Linked DNA regions of Ovis aries: region 2 is linked to region 1. The links are chromatin contacts, called in public Hi-C maps. All regions are on one chromosome and are shown on one strand. The core of a region is the stretch at or near the end of the contact, and the rest is flanking DNA. Distances in the headings are between cores, read along the strand shown.

Evidence for each region. A called contact is a pair of places that touch in the nucleus more often than the background predicts.
Region 2: a contact with region 1 is called in a Hi-C map of liver, with 3 times the contacts expected there. The contact joins the promoter of PSMG3 here to the enhancer-like site in region 1. A contact is called at or near these places in 3 of 16 Hi-C or Micro-C datasets (hypothalamus, liver and tail adipose tissue).

The regions. Positions count from the first base shown.
Region 1 is chr24:41,128,029-41,135,571 of ARS-UI_Ramb_v3.0, reverse strand. LFNG (LFNG O-fucosylpeptide 3-beta-N-acetylglucosaminyltransferase) reads left to right here. Exons shown (of 8, transcript XM_027961478.2): 3 at 472-571; 4 at 677-830; 5 at 935-1,020; 6 at 1,409-1,574; 7 at 2,133-2,218; 8 at 2,358-3,485. The coding sequence ends at 2,424. Among named protein-coding and RNA genes, the nearest start is that of LFNG, 8.7 kb to the left of the region's middle. Within about 2 kb of position 4,606, at least 17 of the 54 cell types and tissues checked have an H3K27ac peak or open chromatin away from gene starts, as enhancers often do. A contact at or near this core is called in liver, where this site is marked.
Region 2 is chr24:41,762,608-41,770,150 of ARS-UI_Ramb_v3.0, reverse strand. PSMG3 (proteasome assembly chaperone 3) reads right to left here and starts at 4,021. Exons shown (of 2, transcript XM_004021069.5): 1 at 3,212-4,021; 2 at 2,336-2,805. The coding sequence starts at 3,427. The coding sequence ends at 2,653.

The DNA.
Region 1 (7,543 bases), core at 3,357-5,856:
CCTGCCTGGAGGAAACTGTCCCCTTGGGAGAGGTTGCCGGCCGAGGACCTGGGAGGGCAGTTTACTCAACGGGTTTGCTCAGCGCCCCGCCCCACCACTCACCCACCCCCCCCAATTCTCATGCAAATGAGGCCCTTTCAGCTCCTGGGCCCTTTGAGCTGATGTGGCGGCAACAGGTGGCTGGTGCTGGGAAAAAGCCGCCTGAATGGGCAGGGGCGGGGCGGGGCGGGGCGGGGCGCCCAACGAGGTGGTGCTGGGGGGTGGGGTCTGCAGGCCGGTGTCCGGCTCGGGGGAGGGCTTGAGTGGGGTGGCTGAGCAGGCACTGCTTGGACCCAGGGCGCCCTGGGACAGACTACCACCCCTCATACCCCTTCCCGCTCTGCTTGCCCCGGGCCTGCTGTGTGACCCCAGGTCAGGCTGCCCTCTCTGACCGGCCTTGGACCCACTCACAGCCCCTCCCCTTCTCCGCAGGCCACGTGGTCAACACGAACTGCTCGGCCGCCCACAGCCGCCAGGCGCTGTCCTGCAAGATGGCCGTGGAGTATGACCGCTTCATCGAGTCAGGGAGGAAGTGAGTGCCGGCCTCTGGCGGGGCCCCGGGAGCGTGCCCTGGTGGGGCTCTGGCCCTGGCAGTCCCACCCGCGTGATGCCCCCCTGACGGCCCTGCCCCCGCCAGGTGGTTCTGCCACGTGGATGACGATAACTACGTGAACGTGCGTGCCCTGCTGAGGCTGCTGGGCAGTTACCCGCACACACAGGACGTCTACCTGGGCAAGCCCAGCCTGGACAGGCCCATCCAGGCCACAGAGCGGGTCAGCGAAAACACGGTGGTGAGTGCCCCCCCCACGCCAGCCTGCACCGCCACACGGGGAGGGGGCTGGGGTGCCCGGCAGCAGGGCTCTGGGAGTCTCACCACGGCCCTCCGTGCCTGCAGCGTCCTGTCCACTTCTGGTTTGCCACCGGCGGGGCTGGCTTCTGCATCAGCCGAGGGCTAGCCCTGAAGATGAGCCCCTGGGCCAGGTGAGTGCCCTGGGGTGCAGGTGAGGCTGCCTCTGATCTCCCAGGGTCCCCCCATGGCCGGCCTGGCACGGCTCGTCTTCCCAGCCCCAGCGTCCCCAAACCTCACGTCCACCGGCAGGGTGAGTCGTCCCCACCTCCGCCTGCCAGCTACCAGGGGGGTGAGGACCCCTTCCTGCATCTGGTAACCCCCCCACTCCACGCACAGGGAGTCCTCAGGCTTGTATGGAGGAGGGGGCTTTCCCGGAGGAAAGGGAGGCTGGGAGCCGCCCGCGTGGGAGCCCCATCAGGGATGCCCGCCGGGCGCGTCCACCTCCTGCCTGAGCCCGGCTGGCCAAGCGGCACGCTGCCCCCTCGGCTCACTGCGGCCCTCGGCCCTTCCCTCCCGCAGCGGAGGCCACTTCATGAGCACGGCCGAGCGGATCCGGCTGCCTGACGACTGCACCATCGGCTACATCGTGGAGGCGCTGCTGGGCGTGCCCCTCGTGCGCTGTGGGCTCTTCCACTCCCACCTGGAGAATCTGCAGCAAGTGCCTGCCTCCGAGCTCCACGAGCAGGTGCGCGCGCCAGGGCCGCGGGGCTCCCCGAGCAGGTGCGCGCGCCAGGGCCGCGGGGCTCCCCGAGCAGGTGTGCGGCAGGTGCGCGCGCCAGGGCCGCACGCTGGAGGAGAGCGTCCGGGAGAGCAGGGAAGGGGCAGACAGGAGGGAGGGAGAAGGTGGGGAGGGGGCCGCAGAGGGGCCACGGCTTTGAATAGGTCACCAGAGGCCCGGCTGTGAGTTGCCACCCAGGCACCCAGGTCTGCCCAGCAGCACTCCCGTGGTTCGTCCATCTTGCCTCTTGTCTTCAGCGGGACACCTACTCTGAGCCTTTCGGGTCTTCCCTGTACCCGTAAACATTCCTCGCCGTGGCTGGCGAGGCCGCCGTCCCAGCTAAAGCCCCCTTGGGCTTTACTCCTGGGGGTGCAGCGTGGACCTGGCTTCTCAGCCCCGAGGTGGGCAGAAGGCCAGGCTGTCCCTTCGTGCAGAGTCACACCCATGCCCGCCTTGGGCAGAGCCAGGGTAGGCTGGCCTTGGTACCACGGCCCCCCCAGGATCACCCTTTCCGTCTCCCTGCAGGTGACCCTGAGCTACGGCATGTTTGAAAACAAGCGGAACGCTGTCCACATTAAGGGGCCCTTCTCGGTGGAGGCTGACCCGTCGAGGTGAGGAAAGGGAAGACTAGAGGGGGCGGGCTCACTGAGGTCCCTTAGGGTCTGCTGCAGCTCAACGGCCCCCAGGAGTCTGCTCGGGTGGAGGCGGGCCCCCAGCCCGCACGGACAAGCCCCCACTCTGTCCCCACAGGTTCCGCTCTGTCCACTGCCATCTGTACCCGGACACACCCTGGTGCCCCCACACTGCCATCTTCTAGTGGCCGTGGCTGAAACCCCGTCCCCGGGCGCCCCTGGTATCCAAAGGGCCCGAGGACCCCTGTCGTGCCGCCCCGGTCTGGGCCTTCGAGGCCACCCCGGGGCTGCGCCTGTGTGTGTGCTGTGTACCCATCCCTGTAGCAGACTGCTGGGCAGCTCTGCTCTGCCAAGGGGCAGGCAAAGTCCCGCCTGTCTGTCTGTCCGTGTTCCGCCCCGGAAGGATTTGTGTGGGAGGTCACTCTGAGGACAGTTCTGTTACCCTTTCGGGGTCTCTGGGCAGCGTGGGGCCCAGGGGCTGCTCTGCAGGGACATGTGGGCGCCGCTCCGTCCTGCTGAGCACAGGCCCGCCGCTGTGGGCACCTGCCCCCCCGGGACTCTGGCTCCCCGCTCAGAGCCCCCAGGACAGGACCCTGTGTTCCGCACGAGGAAGCTGGGTTTGGGGGAGTGCCCCTCACCCCCTCGCGCTGAGCTCCGGCCTGGGTACGACGGCTCCGAGTGACAGCAGCCCCAGCGACCTTGCCGCCGGGTGAAGCATCCCGGGCAGGGGTCTCCCCTGCTCTCTCAGCCAGCTTCCCTTTGTGACGGGGAGCCAGCTGAGCTTTTAACTCCTCTCCAAAGTAGAGAGAAAGTCGCCCATAGTGGGTGTGTCTGTAAATACTGTGACAGTGTTTTTTACTGTGACTGTTTTGTTGAAAGAGGGTGGGTAAAAAGTAGGGTGTTTTTGTCTGTGTTTTCAGGGGCTTGGGGAAGGTGTTATCTTTTCTGTGGATCAGAAAAAGCAGAAGCCAAACTTGGGATAATCTCTGTTGTTAAAGCTGATGGGAATGTCTAACACTGTATTTATGTGTCATGGTGTCTGGCCTCTCCCTGCCCGCCTCCTTCACAGAGCCTGTCTCCCAGCCCAGCTCAGCGCACCTGGCCAGTGAGGTGCGCTTTGCTTTCTGTTTTTCTTTCTGCAAGACATAGCTAGGAAAGTGAACGATAAGGGAAAAGTTCTCAGGGAATTGAGGTGTGTTGCTATGGTGACGTCCTTTGCTGTGAATAAAGATGCTCTTTGGGGCAACCTGGGGGTCCTGGTCTTGGCTGGACGTTGCGCCCGAGATGCAGGTTCATGGAAGCTGGCGCTGGGGGCTCGTTGGCACTCAAGTGGGGAAGGTATGAGAGATCCCCCCAAGCCAACTATCGTAGCATGGGAACTTGGGCTCAGAATAGCAACTTGCATGTTCCTGAGAAGCCCAGGAACTTGAGTGGCCAGCCCAGGGCACCCTCAGGTGTAGGGGGAGATCTCATGTGATCAGACACACTGCTCTCAGACTCCGCAGCCCGGGCCAGCTGCCATGGAGTCCAGTCCTCCCTTGAGAGCGACAGGCGCTCACCGTGGTTTGGCCTGGGACCGCCTTACCCAGCTTCGTCCCTGTCACAAACCATCCAGGCCACCTTCTTGCCCCCATTGTGCAGATGGGAAGACTGAGGCTCAGAGCAGGTGACATCCAAGGCCAGGCAGCTGGGCTGGTGGAGAAGAGCTCCAGGTCCAAGGTCGGGCTGGCCTGGATCCTGGCCTTACCCCCTCGGCCCGCCCATCCCTGCTGTGGTGATGTTTTCTACCAAAGGCAGATCCTCAGGCCCTTCCTCAAATCAGCCTATGTAATGTCGGGTGGGGAGGGCCTGCTCTGGCCTCTGGGGGAGTCCCCTCCCCTGACCCTCCCCGGGACCCGGGGCCCTCACTTCCTCTTCCTCAAACAGCCCAGACAGGCTGCTCCCGGCCTGACCACAGCCCCCAGCTGCTCCCCCACCCCCAGCCCTGCCCCACGGGCCCTCGCTGGGATCTGGGGCCCCCACCGCCGCCTCTGCTCCCTGCTGCCCACCGTGCACCCTGTCAGCTCATCAGAAACCAGGCTGAGGGTGGAAGAGCGACTCTCCTCCCACCCCTGATGTGGGGGCAGAAGCTCCCCCAACCCGGCACACTCCCCTGCTCAGCACCCCCACCGGGCTGGGGAGGGCACCACTTCTGCACGCCCTGCCGGTGCCCACTCTGGCCCAGGGAGCAGCCGGCTGGCGCCTGACCCCACCTGGGCCTTCCGCAGCCCTGAGTCAGCGTGTGGTTTGCCCAGCAGCTGCCCTGGGCGTGCGGCAGGGACAGTGCAGGGAGAGACAGCCCCTTGCCGTCACACGGCCTGACCCTGTCTGGGGGACGCCCCCAGAGCCTGCTGTGCCAGGCTGGGCGGGGGTGGGGCAGTCACAGCGGAACTTGCTGCTGTGGGCAGAGGCTGCGGGTCTCCTTCCGGCCAGCGTGAGTCAGAGGAGCCTCTGCCCAGAGTGGAACCGTGGCCCGGCGCCCCGGCCCTCGCGGGTGGCATCGCCTCCCCACAGAGTGCTGGGGCCCTGGGGCCCAGGGGTGGGCATCAAGGATCACAGCTGGTCCGGGCTGTCCCGGCGGCAGAGCAGGGAGCCCGGGGTGGGGGTGGGGGGAGCCTCCACCTCCATCTCCATGAGGGAAATGGGGGTCAGTGTGAGGCAGCTGAGTGACTGGCCTCCAGGTGGGGTCGCGGAGGGGCATACCCGGAGCACCCTGGCCCATTCCTCCTCAACACGAAGCTGGGCTCCATCCTCAGAAGGGGGAGCGGTCCAGGAGGCCTTACAGGAACAGGCGTCCGCCGCCTGGGGGTGCAGGAGGCGGCCCTCCCCCAGTGAGTCACAGAGTAGAGAGGTGCCCGCCCTCCTCCTGCGGGCACGACTGGGGGCACCACGCCCCACCCCTGGTGGCATCGGTGCGCCTCCCCGCGCACTGGGCTGAGGGATGGTTGGAGAGGGTCCTGGAAGGCTGAAGGGGCTCCGTGTCCCCCAGCCTGGCCCTCCTAAACAGCAGGTCACTGTGGGCTTTCAGAAACGAAAAGCACAGCCCCGGGGGCCGCTGGGCGCCCCAACCCCGCCCTGCCTCTGGCTCCCCAGCTGCCCACAAGCAGAGGCTGAGCCACATCTTGGAGGGGCTGAGACGGGTGCCAGGGTGCCAGGGCGGGGCTCTGCTCTGTTCCTTTGAAACGAGCTCCTTCTGCTGGGCCATCACAGTTAGCTGCCCTGAAGAGGCCCAGCTGGGCTGGAGCAGGAAGGCTCTGCCGAGGGCAGTGTTAGAGGAAGACGCTCCAGGCCTCGACACAGCCTGGACAAGGGGCGGAGGTGGGGCTCGTGAGGATGTCTGGAGACACGGCCCTCGTCCACCTGGCGCATGGCTGCCCATGAGTCTCCATCCACGCTTCTGGAGGCCAGACCCTGCTGCAGCTTCAGCCAGCCCTGCCCTCTCTGGGCCTGGGGTCCCGGCGGGGACCAGAGCCGGCCCCGTGTTTTCTGTCAGACCAAAGTCCAGTCCTGGCGCCGCCCCAGCCCTGACCTCACCAAATGCTCCTGAAGGTGACCTCTGCCCCAAGTCCAGCCCGAGGCTGGACGCACAGAAGGCACGTGGTCCATCATCACTAGGAGGGGACCAAGGGGCCCAGAGGGCTTCTCATCGTGGCCCCTGGCGGTTGCCCGGATCATGTCGCCATGCTGAGTTAGGGGGCTCAGAGCTGTGACTGCTTCCCCCGCCACACGCCCCTACTCCCCCTGCCCGGGCAGTGGGCAGCCCCTTGCATAACCCGCTGCGGTCCTTGGGCGCCCCCTGCTGGCCAGAGTTGGTGGTTTCTCTCCCAACCCGAATCCACCTTCCCCAGGACCCTCTTTTTGGGCTCCAAAATCACTGCAGATGGTGACTGCAGCCATGAAATTATAAGACGCTTGCTCCTTGGAAGAAAAGCCATGACCAACCTAGACGGCATATTAAAAATCAGAGACATCACTTTACTAACGAAAGTCTGTCTAGTCAAAGCTATGGTTTTTCCAGTAGTCATGTATGGATGTGAGAGTTGGCTATAAAGAAAGCTGAGCGCAGACAACCTGACGTTTTTGAACTGTGTGTGGTGTGGGAGAAGACTCTTGAGAGTCTTCTCAAGAGAGAAGGGAGATCCAATCAGCCCATCCTAAAGGAAATCAGTTCTGAATATTCATTGGAAGGACTGATGGTGAAGCTGAAACTCCAATACTTTGGCCACCTGGTGCGAAAAACTGACTCATTGGAAAACACCCTGATGCTGGGAAAGATTGAAGGCAGGAGGAGAAGGGGACGACAGAGGATGAGATGGTTGGATGGCATCACCGACTCAATGGACATGAGTTTGAGCAAGCTCCGGGAGTTGGTGAAGGACAGGGAGGCCTGGCGTGCTGCTGTCGATGGGGTCGCAAAGAGTCGGGCATGACTGAGAGACTGAACTGAACGGAACCTGATCGAGAGGTGCAGCCTGAGTGGGAGGGAAGACCATCTCTGCATCCCCTTGCTTGCTCTTAAAAGTTCACATCATGAATCTTTGGTTATTATCAATATTTGGTATATTACCAGTATTTGGAATCTACTAGTTATCACCAGTATTTGCTTTCTGAAGTACATGTGCTGTCAAGAGGCAAGCTGGAGCCTTCTGCTGCAGGCCACCCAGCCCACTGCCCTGCCCCCTGGCTCTGGCGCATGGCTGGTTGCCGCGTCTCCTTATGGCCCATCCTGGTGGAATCCCCAGATCCTTGCCAAGTGACCCCTCATTTCCTTTTTGAATGTGGTGGTCACAGCTGAGCCCCAGTCACTGGGAACTTGGTGGGAATGCAGATTCCCCGGGCGGGCTCCTCCAACAGTCTGTCCCGCCCTCTTCCTTCATCCTCCGAGTACTCGGCGCCCCCTGCTGGACATCTGCTGTCCTCACACCTCACTCCTGACGATGCTCTTGTAGCCACTAGCCCACGCCCCTGCTCCAAACAGGGTCACAGCCTCTGCTGCCCCTCCCCGATGTGGGTATCCACAGACCCCCTCATCCTGGGGCGATCTGGACTTCTGTTTCATGGCCACACTCTCCCGCACTGCTCCTGGGGACTTGGTGTCAGTGACCCTTCCCGTATCCTTGGCATCTCCTCCCCCAGCGACCAGCAGGCAGCCACACCCCCGCCCCGTCTTGGCTGCCACTCCACCCAGAGCTTACCTACCCCGTGGCCGCAGCATCCTACGTTGCCTCCGCCTGTTGTCTGTCCAGCTCCCATTGCCTGACCCCA
Region 2 (7,543 bases), core at 2,772-5,271, 640 kb before region 1:
CTCCATGTGCAGCCTTTCCATCAAAAGGAGCAACAATTTCCACGAAGCCGACAGCCCTGCCTGCGGAAAGCGCGGCTTTAAGGGCCTTTTTATTGGAGCGTGTATCTCTCCTCCTGAAATACAGCAGCTGCGAGCAGAGCACCGGGGAAGGCAAGGGCCAAGCGCCTTCTCACACGAGCCGCTCGTCTTGATTTACAAGGCAGAGCAGAGCAGCGAGGCGCTGGCTTCAGTGACGGAAGTCTTTGCTCTCGATAGCTACCAGACAGCTTTGGGCAGCTGTAAGTGCCACTTGGGACAGTGCTGGGGACCCTGGTTTCGATTATACGTCAGCCGTCCCCCCACATTCCAGGCGGGCAGCTGTGGGACAGCACAGACGACAGGCTCAAGTGTGTTGCCTCCTGGGGGCGGTCCCCTGGGGGTCTGAGCAATTTGCCCCGTCCTGCTGAGCCTTGATTGCCTCCACTGCCCACCTGCCTCTTAACGCAGTCACCAGGCCTCGGTCAGATGGCAGGGGCGCCGCCAGGGTTTGGCGTGCAGGAGGCCTCCGCACAAGGCTGCACTGGAGCCCTGCACGCAGAGCACGGAGGGACGTCCGCCTTCAGCGTCGACTAGGATGGCCTGTCCCTTAGAAAAGGGACCAGGGAGTGCCAGCGTGGGGCTGGGGCCGGGTAAACAGTGTGGAAGAGTGAAAGTTGCTTGGTTACGTCCAACTGTGTGACCCCACGGACTGGAGCCCGCCAGGCTCCTCTGTCCATGGACTTCTCCAGGCAAGAGTAGTGGAGCGGGTAGCCTTTCGCTTCTCCAGGGGATCTTCCCAACCCAGGGATCAAGCTCTGGTCTCCTGCATCGCAGGCAGCTTATTTACCAGCTGAGCTACTAGGAAAGCCAGTGCGGCTCATCCAAGGAGTGTCCGGGAGGGGCCTGGGGACGGGTGAAGGGCGTGGCCTCAGGGCCCCCTGCTTGCTTCAAACCCTAGCCTTGCCGCTTGGTGGCAGCGTGCCTCCGTTTCAACTGCCGTGTAGACCTCATGGGGTGGGCGGGAGGATTAAATGTTACCAGGACTGAAGGGTGAGCCCAGAGCTCACCAACGGGCAGCGTGAGCCGGACCTCTCATACATTTAGGGGCCGAGTCGGAAAACCAAAGCTGCCAATCGCCTTGGCCCCAGGCTGGAGCCTGACCCGAGGTTCAGGCTCCTGGCTGGACAAGCAGGAGAAGCACGTTTCCGGACGCGTCTGATGCCCAGATGACAAGCGTGCTAATTACAGGCTGATACGGATCGAGGCGGCTCTGGCCCAGCAGAGCTCGCGTTGCCCCGAGTGCCCGGCCAGGGGCTGGTTCTCCGGGAGCCGTCGCCCCCCACCATTCCCAGGCCCTGCTGACCCCCAGCACCTCTCTTCTCCTCAGGTGCGTGTCCCCACACCTGCTGTGACCTGTGTCGCCCCTCGGGTCCTCTCGTGGGTGGACAGGCCTTCCCCTTCTCCAACTGGCCAGCTGCTTTCAGGCTTTTAAAGTGACCGTGCAGGCCCTCCAAGAGCAGACGCCGGGCAGGGTCTTCTCAGGAGAAAGGCCGGGGCTGAGAGCGAGCAGCAGGGAGGTGGGACCCGGAGCCCCCACCAGATGTAGCCGCCGAAGAGCCCTGAGCTGCCCGGCATGGATCTGCCTGTTTCCCCTGGTGGGGGCCTGGCTTCCGGATCCCTCAAGCTCCCCACACAGGGGCATCTGCACCGCTCCAGAAGTCTGCTGGACCTTTGTATGACTGCCCGGCCCTCCTGACACAGGTCACCGGGTTACCCCACAGCTGGTGTGTGCCTGCGGGTTTACCCGATGGTCCCAAGGGGCTGTGGACGTGCCTCCCCAGGGGCCCCAGCATCTGCTGAGGGAACGAGCCTTTGAACACGGCTGTCCTGTCCCATGCTCAGCAACCCCACCCGAGTCCTTCTCAGACCAGCAGCGTGGTCTCACCATCACCATCACCAGTCCTCAGCAGCCCCTAAAGTCCCAGTTTGCACTTCTGCCCCCCGGCCACCCCCATAAGCACCAGCGCCTGTGGGGGGATGCGCCTCTACCCTCCACCTTTAAGCACACGGCTCTGGAGGCTAGGGTGCCAGCCCATCAGGAGGCTGTGAGCCGCGTCTGGGCAGCGGAAGGATCAGAAAAGCCAGGGGAAGAGGAGGAGGAGGAGGGAGGGGCAGAGTCAGCTCCTGGAACCATCTCACCACATGAACCTCAGATCGAGCTTTTGCCAAATAGGTTTTCCTTCCCTCGGCTGTTCACTGAAGTGAACGCGTATCGAGTGCTTGACGTTTCTCAGCATCGTTAAGAAGAACGGTGAGGTATTTGGGGATATGCATTTATTTTTAATAATAAAAGAAATCCCCCAACAACTGAGGGCCGTGACTCAGTTCTCACGCGCGAGGGGCTCTCTGGACCTGGGGAGGATGCACAACCGCCTCAGGACACGCTTCCTGTCCTCCCTCCACAGGGGCCGTCCGCCTCCAAACCAACGTCAGCCTGAGGCGTCTGTGTTTCTTCCAGCTCCAAGGGCCACAGCCAGAGAGCGCCTCCTCCTAACTAAAGGAGCGCCTTCAGAGCCTCGAGGTGTCTGAGCTGCCGCAGGGCCCTCCCGGACGGCAGGGGTGGCCACTCCAGCGTCACCACACCTGGCACGTCTGGATCACCTCCTTCAGGCCCTTCACCGCCTCCATGCTCTTGTCCTTCATGGCCAGGGCGAGGAGAACGGCTCTGTTTCCAGCTTCTTGAGAAACAAACGCCACCAGGTTCTTTGCGAAGACATGGACGAGGGGCTGACGAGGGCAAGGGGAGAAGACCACTTTAACTGCCTTCACCCAGTACCTCTCAGGAGCCCAGGCCAGCTTCCCGGCTCCTCTCTCTCCTGGTTATCTCTACTGAAAGGGCCGTGAGAGTCCACAGAGGGAAACCCTGTCAGACCTCACAGATGATCTTTCCAGAACAGGGCAGAACAGGAACTCATTACCATGAGGCTTACGTTACAGAATCAGTGCCTCTGTGCATCTGTCTGATAAAATGCCGACGGGCTGCACGCAGCAGGCGGACACCCTCAAATTATCTGGGGGCCCCGCACAGTGCTGCCCTGGGCTGAGGTGGCGGGGGACGGGGGCTGTGCTTGCCTCCAGACGCTCCCCATCCTGACAAAGTACGGGCACGGGGAGCCCTTCCCAACCACATTACCTCATCCTTCCCGAGGAGGACTTTAGTGGTCAGCACAGGCTTGCCGATGTCGCCAGTCACGCTGCTGGGTTCCAGGGAGACCAAGGTACCCATCTTCCCCAGCTGGGTCACCACCACCAGGATGTGACTGCTGAAGGCTGTGCAGACCACCTGGGTGGGGACTCCACACACCACTGCAGTCTTCTGCTTGGATGTCAACAATGGTTTACCTTCCATGGCTGAGTCTGCTCAATGGCACCTTTCATTTATGTTAAGGAAAAAAACAGAAAAGGAAATCAGTCAATGGCAGATAGCCTGGGAGCTCCAGAATAAACACTATTTGGTATCAAAAGAGAAACACAAGTTGGCCCATTCACAAGCCTGTCTGTTCGCCCACACAGGCTTTATTCGCCCGGAACTTTCTGGATTCACTCAGACACACACAGGCTGGATGTCAAAGTACGCTTCTCCCTGAGGAGGCAGACGAGGACAATCCCTCCCCGCGCGGGGGCCCCACCCCACCCCGAGGGCCCTCCCTGAGTCCCGGGGCCCGCCCTCGCAGGGGAGTGGGCGCCGCAGACTCGGAAACCCGGCAGAGCAGGGCCGCGCCTCCGCCGCCCCTCCGGTCCGCCCACTAATCGTTTTAATCGTTTTCTGCGTTTTGAGAAACCGTCGGTCCCACAGAAGCAGCAGCAAAACCACCACAGCGCGGGGAAGAGGGCGGGGGCCGGGCGGCGCCCCCGGGGGCGCCCAGCCCCTCCGCCCGGCTCCAGCCGCGCGGGACGCCCACTACCCCGCCACCCGCCATGCCGCCCGCGCTCACCGCGCCGCGCCCGGAAGTGACGCACGCAGGCCCCGCGGGCCCGCCCCGGCAGGCCCCGCCCCGCGAGCGCCGAGCCCTCCCCCGCCGGAAGTGCAGCCTGGGGACTTCCGGCTCCTGCTGCGGCCTCGGGACTCTGCGCTGTGGGGTTCCGCGCCGCCGCGCGGGAAGGGCTGGGCGCCATGTTTGCGGAAAGAGGCTGCAGCACCAACCCGTGGGCCTCTCGGCCCCTGGCCCTCAGGCGAGGGGCGCCTGACTTCTCCAGAAGGGCGTCCTCGCGCCCTCCTGAGGGAGACCCTGCAGCTCTGTGGTTGAGGAGCCTCAGAAACGGGGTTTCTGGCCCTTGGCCATGGGTTCCAGGACCTTCAGGGAAACACGGGGAGCTGAGAGAGAAGCAGGGCCGGACGCCAGTTTAAGCACCGAAAACGTCCCAGTCAGGACCCTTGATGGAGGGCGCAAGAGACCTCAGTGTGGGGCCCTCTGGGTTCATCCCAAATGCCTGTTGACTGAAAAAAAACACACGACCTAAAAGTCGGGAGTTATGTTTTATTCCTTGGACAAAACTGAGGACTTGAGCCCAGGACGCAGCATCCCAGATAACTGAGGGACTGCCCCGAAGAGGTAAGGGAGGAGCCAGGGTGTATAAGGTTTTTGCAACAAAGACCGGGTAGTCCGAAAGTCAGAAGATTGCTTAATAAAGGAAAACCAGGCATCTCCAGGAATTCAGCGCTTTCCCACGTTCCTTTGATGTGCACCTCAGCTTCCTGGGGTGCCTTCTCGTGCTTTCTCACCCCGAGTCCCCTCAGGGTGCACCGTCGGGCAACTGTGATGTGACGGCTTGTAGGTGGCAGCATTCTTTGCTTACTGATACAGCACGTGACGTTTTTCACTTAGAGCAGCAGGAACCAGTGGGGATTTACAGCCAAAGATCAGGACAGAGTCAGTGGGTGGGAAATTACTAAGGGAAAGGGGGGTGGGGGGTTTCTAGGCAGGAAAACCCAGGAGAACTCCTGCTGGAGGCAGGCCAGGGACGCTTCAGACCACCTGGGGGACGGTGGGGGATGAGGAACTGGTTAGACTTTGGCGGTTACCAGACATGCAGGATCGGGGGTCACAGAAGTCCAGAAGTGAGCGCCTAGTTGGGAAAGAGTTCAGAGGGCTTCCCTGGTGGGCCAGTGGCTGACACCATGCTCCCAGCGCAGGGTTCCGTTCCTGGTCGGGGAACTAAGGCCCCACATGCCGCGTGGTGCAACCAAAAGCGGTTTGCTGCAATCTCTGACTTTCGAATATCTCAGTTCCCACGTCTGCTGCATTGGAGGTGCGGAGTCTTAACCACTGGGCCTCTAGGGAGCTCCCTGACTAAGGCCGGTGAACCCCTCTAGGTGGCTCCAGGAGCCTCTACCCTTGAAAGCCCCTCCGGGCCAGCCGTCCACGGCCGAGGGGATGGTGACAGCTGGCGTTAATCTGGCACGTAGTGTGTGCCAGGAGCTGTGCCACGTGCTTTCCGACAGTGACGCGTCCAACCTCAACCCCGCTGAGTAGACACGTTACCATCCCCGTTGTAGAGACCGTATGTTCAGGCTCGCAGGACTTGCCCCAGGTCACAAAGCTGAGAGGGGCGGGATCTGGGCTTCCGAAACTTACTCTTGATTACTGGTCTCCTGATGCGCACGCCCAGGTAAAGGGGCAGAGCGGGGGCAGTGCTGTCCTGCAGCAGGATGACTTCTGGTCCCCCCAGGGGTCTTAGAGCCCCCCACCCCCACCCCCACATGCATCTCTCTCTCTCTGAGCTGAAGTGATGTTGGCAGAGGTGGGGGGTCTTGTGCTGACTCTGCAGTAATCAGAGTCTTGAGCCTCTCGCTGAAGAGATGAACACCCCCTCAGAAACCTGTCCGGCTTCCTGACAGCCTTTCAAGGAAGGCTCCCCCCGGCCTGGTCTGTCCACATCACTTAACCCCTCAGGAAGCCCTGTTGTCATGTCCAGCTCTCTGCAACCCCGTGGACTAGCCCAGTAGACTCCTCTGTCCATGGGATTTCCCAGGCAAGAATACCAGAGTGAGTTGTCATTTCCTCCTCCAGGGGATCTTCCTGACCCAGGGATTGGAACTGTGCCTTCTGCCTTAGCAGGCAGATTCTTTACCGCTGAACCACCTGGGAAGCCCTGGCTGGCACCCTCCTATCCTTACTGCTTTTTCTCAGGGTTTAATAACTCCGTGCACAATCCAGGTTATGTCAAATGAAACTTGCTCCGTGCACAGTGATTTCTGGTGGCATGAAAGCAAAAGGCTTGCCTGCAAAACATGATCAAGACAGACATAGAAGTGAAGAGAAACCTTGTATTTTGAGCTTTTTTGCAGCCAGTTCACCAAGGGAAAGATTAGGAGTTTCATGGTTCGAATATTCAAAAGAAGAGGCATACAGTTTCTCAGGAGGGTCTAGGTTTTTGTTGGCTCTAAATTTAAAAACCCATCCATCCGCACATGCCTTAAAAGCCAATTGCCAATGTATTGCCGTGTGAAACCTGTAAAAGGTTCATTTACTTTTATTTACCAATTCATGCATTCTCTCTCTCAAGGCAAATAGGTACAAGAAATCTGACCCCCTGAAAAAAAACCCCACCCAAAACAAAACAACCCCATGAGTCTGGAATAAGCTTATCGCTTTTATTAAAGAGATGCTGAAGAACAAAGTAGATAGTTTTTTTAAAGACTCTTTTTGATGACCGTTTTCTAAGTCTCTGTTGAATTTGTTGTGATATCACTTCCGTTTTATGTCTTGGATTTTTGGCGGTGAGGCTTGTGGGATCTTAGCTTCCTGACCAGGGATAGAACCCACAGCCCCTGTGCTGGAAGGTGGGAACCCACAGCCCCCGTGCTGGAAGGTGAGCTCTTATTCTCACTGGACTGCGAGGGAGGTCCCTAAGCTGGATACTGTTTTTATGATGGTGTCTTTGGTTTAGATCTTTGGTGAAGACTGAGCGTGGAGGACACATGAGGTGAGAGCCGTCCCAGACTGCGGCGATGGCCGTCAAGGCGGGGGGCTTCCTGGTGGCCTGAGTGGGTGTGTGAGCAGAATTTACAGTTACAATATCGGAGCGGGAGGTCACCGCCTGCCCTCGACTGCTTGAGTGCAAGATGAGACTCGAACTGGAAAGAAAGATCCACCCTTAGGTGAACTCACTGGAAATGGGGGTGACGCAGTAATGAGGTCAGTGGGGCAGAAGAGTTTGAGAATTTACCTTGGAAAAAAAGGAGGGGGAGTGTCTTGAATGTGTCTTGCATTCAAGGACATTTAGGTTCTTACTGCAGTGATAAGCTGTAGAGCCAGCGAAGGATCCGCTAGGTGCTGGTTTGGCAGGTCATACTTTTTCCAACAAATTGAACGCTTGCTCTCCACGTCCTCCTCCACGTCGTGTATGGTTTTCTCAGCTCTGTCATAAAAACCGTCAGTTGTGCTGAGATACACAGGCTCGCCATCCGTTTCCCCAGGAGCCTCTCCTAGCCCTTTGCTGTTCACGTCACTCACAGTGGGAG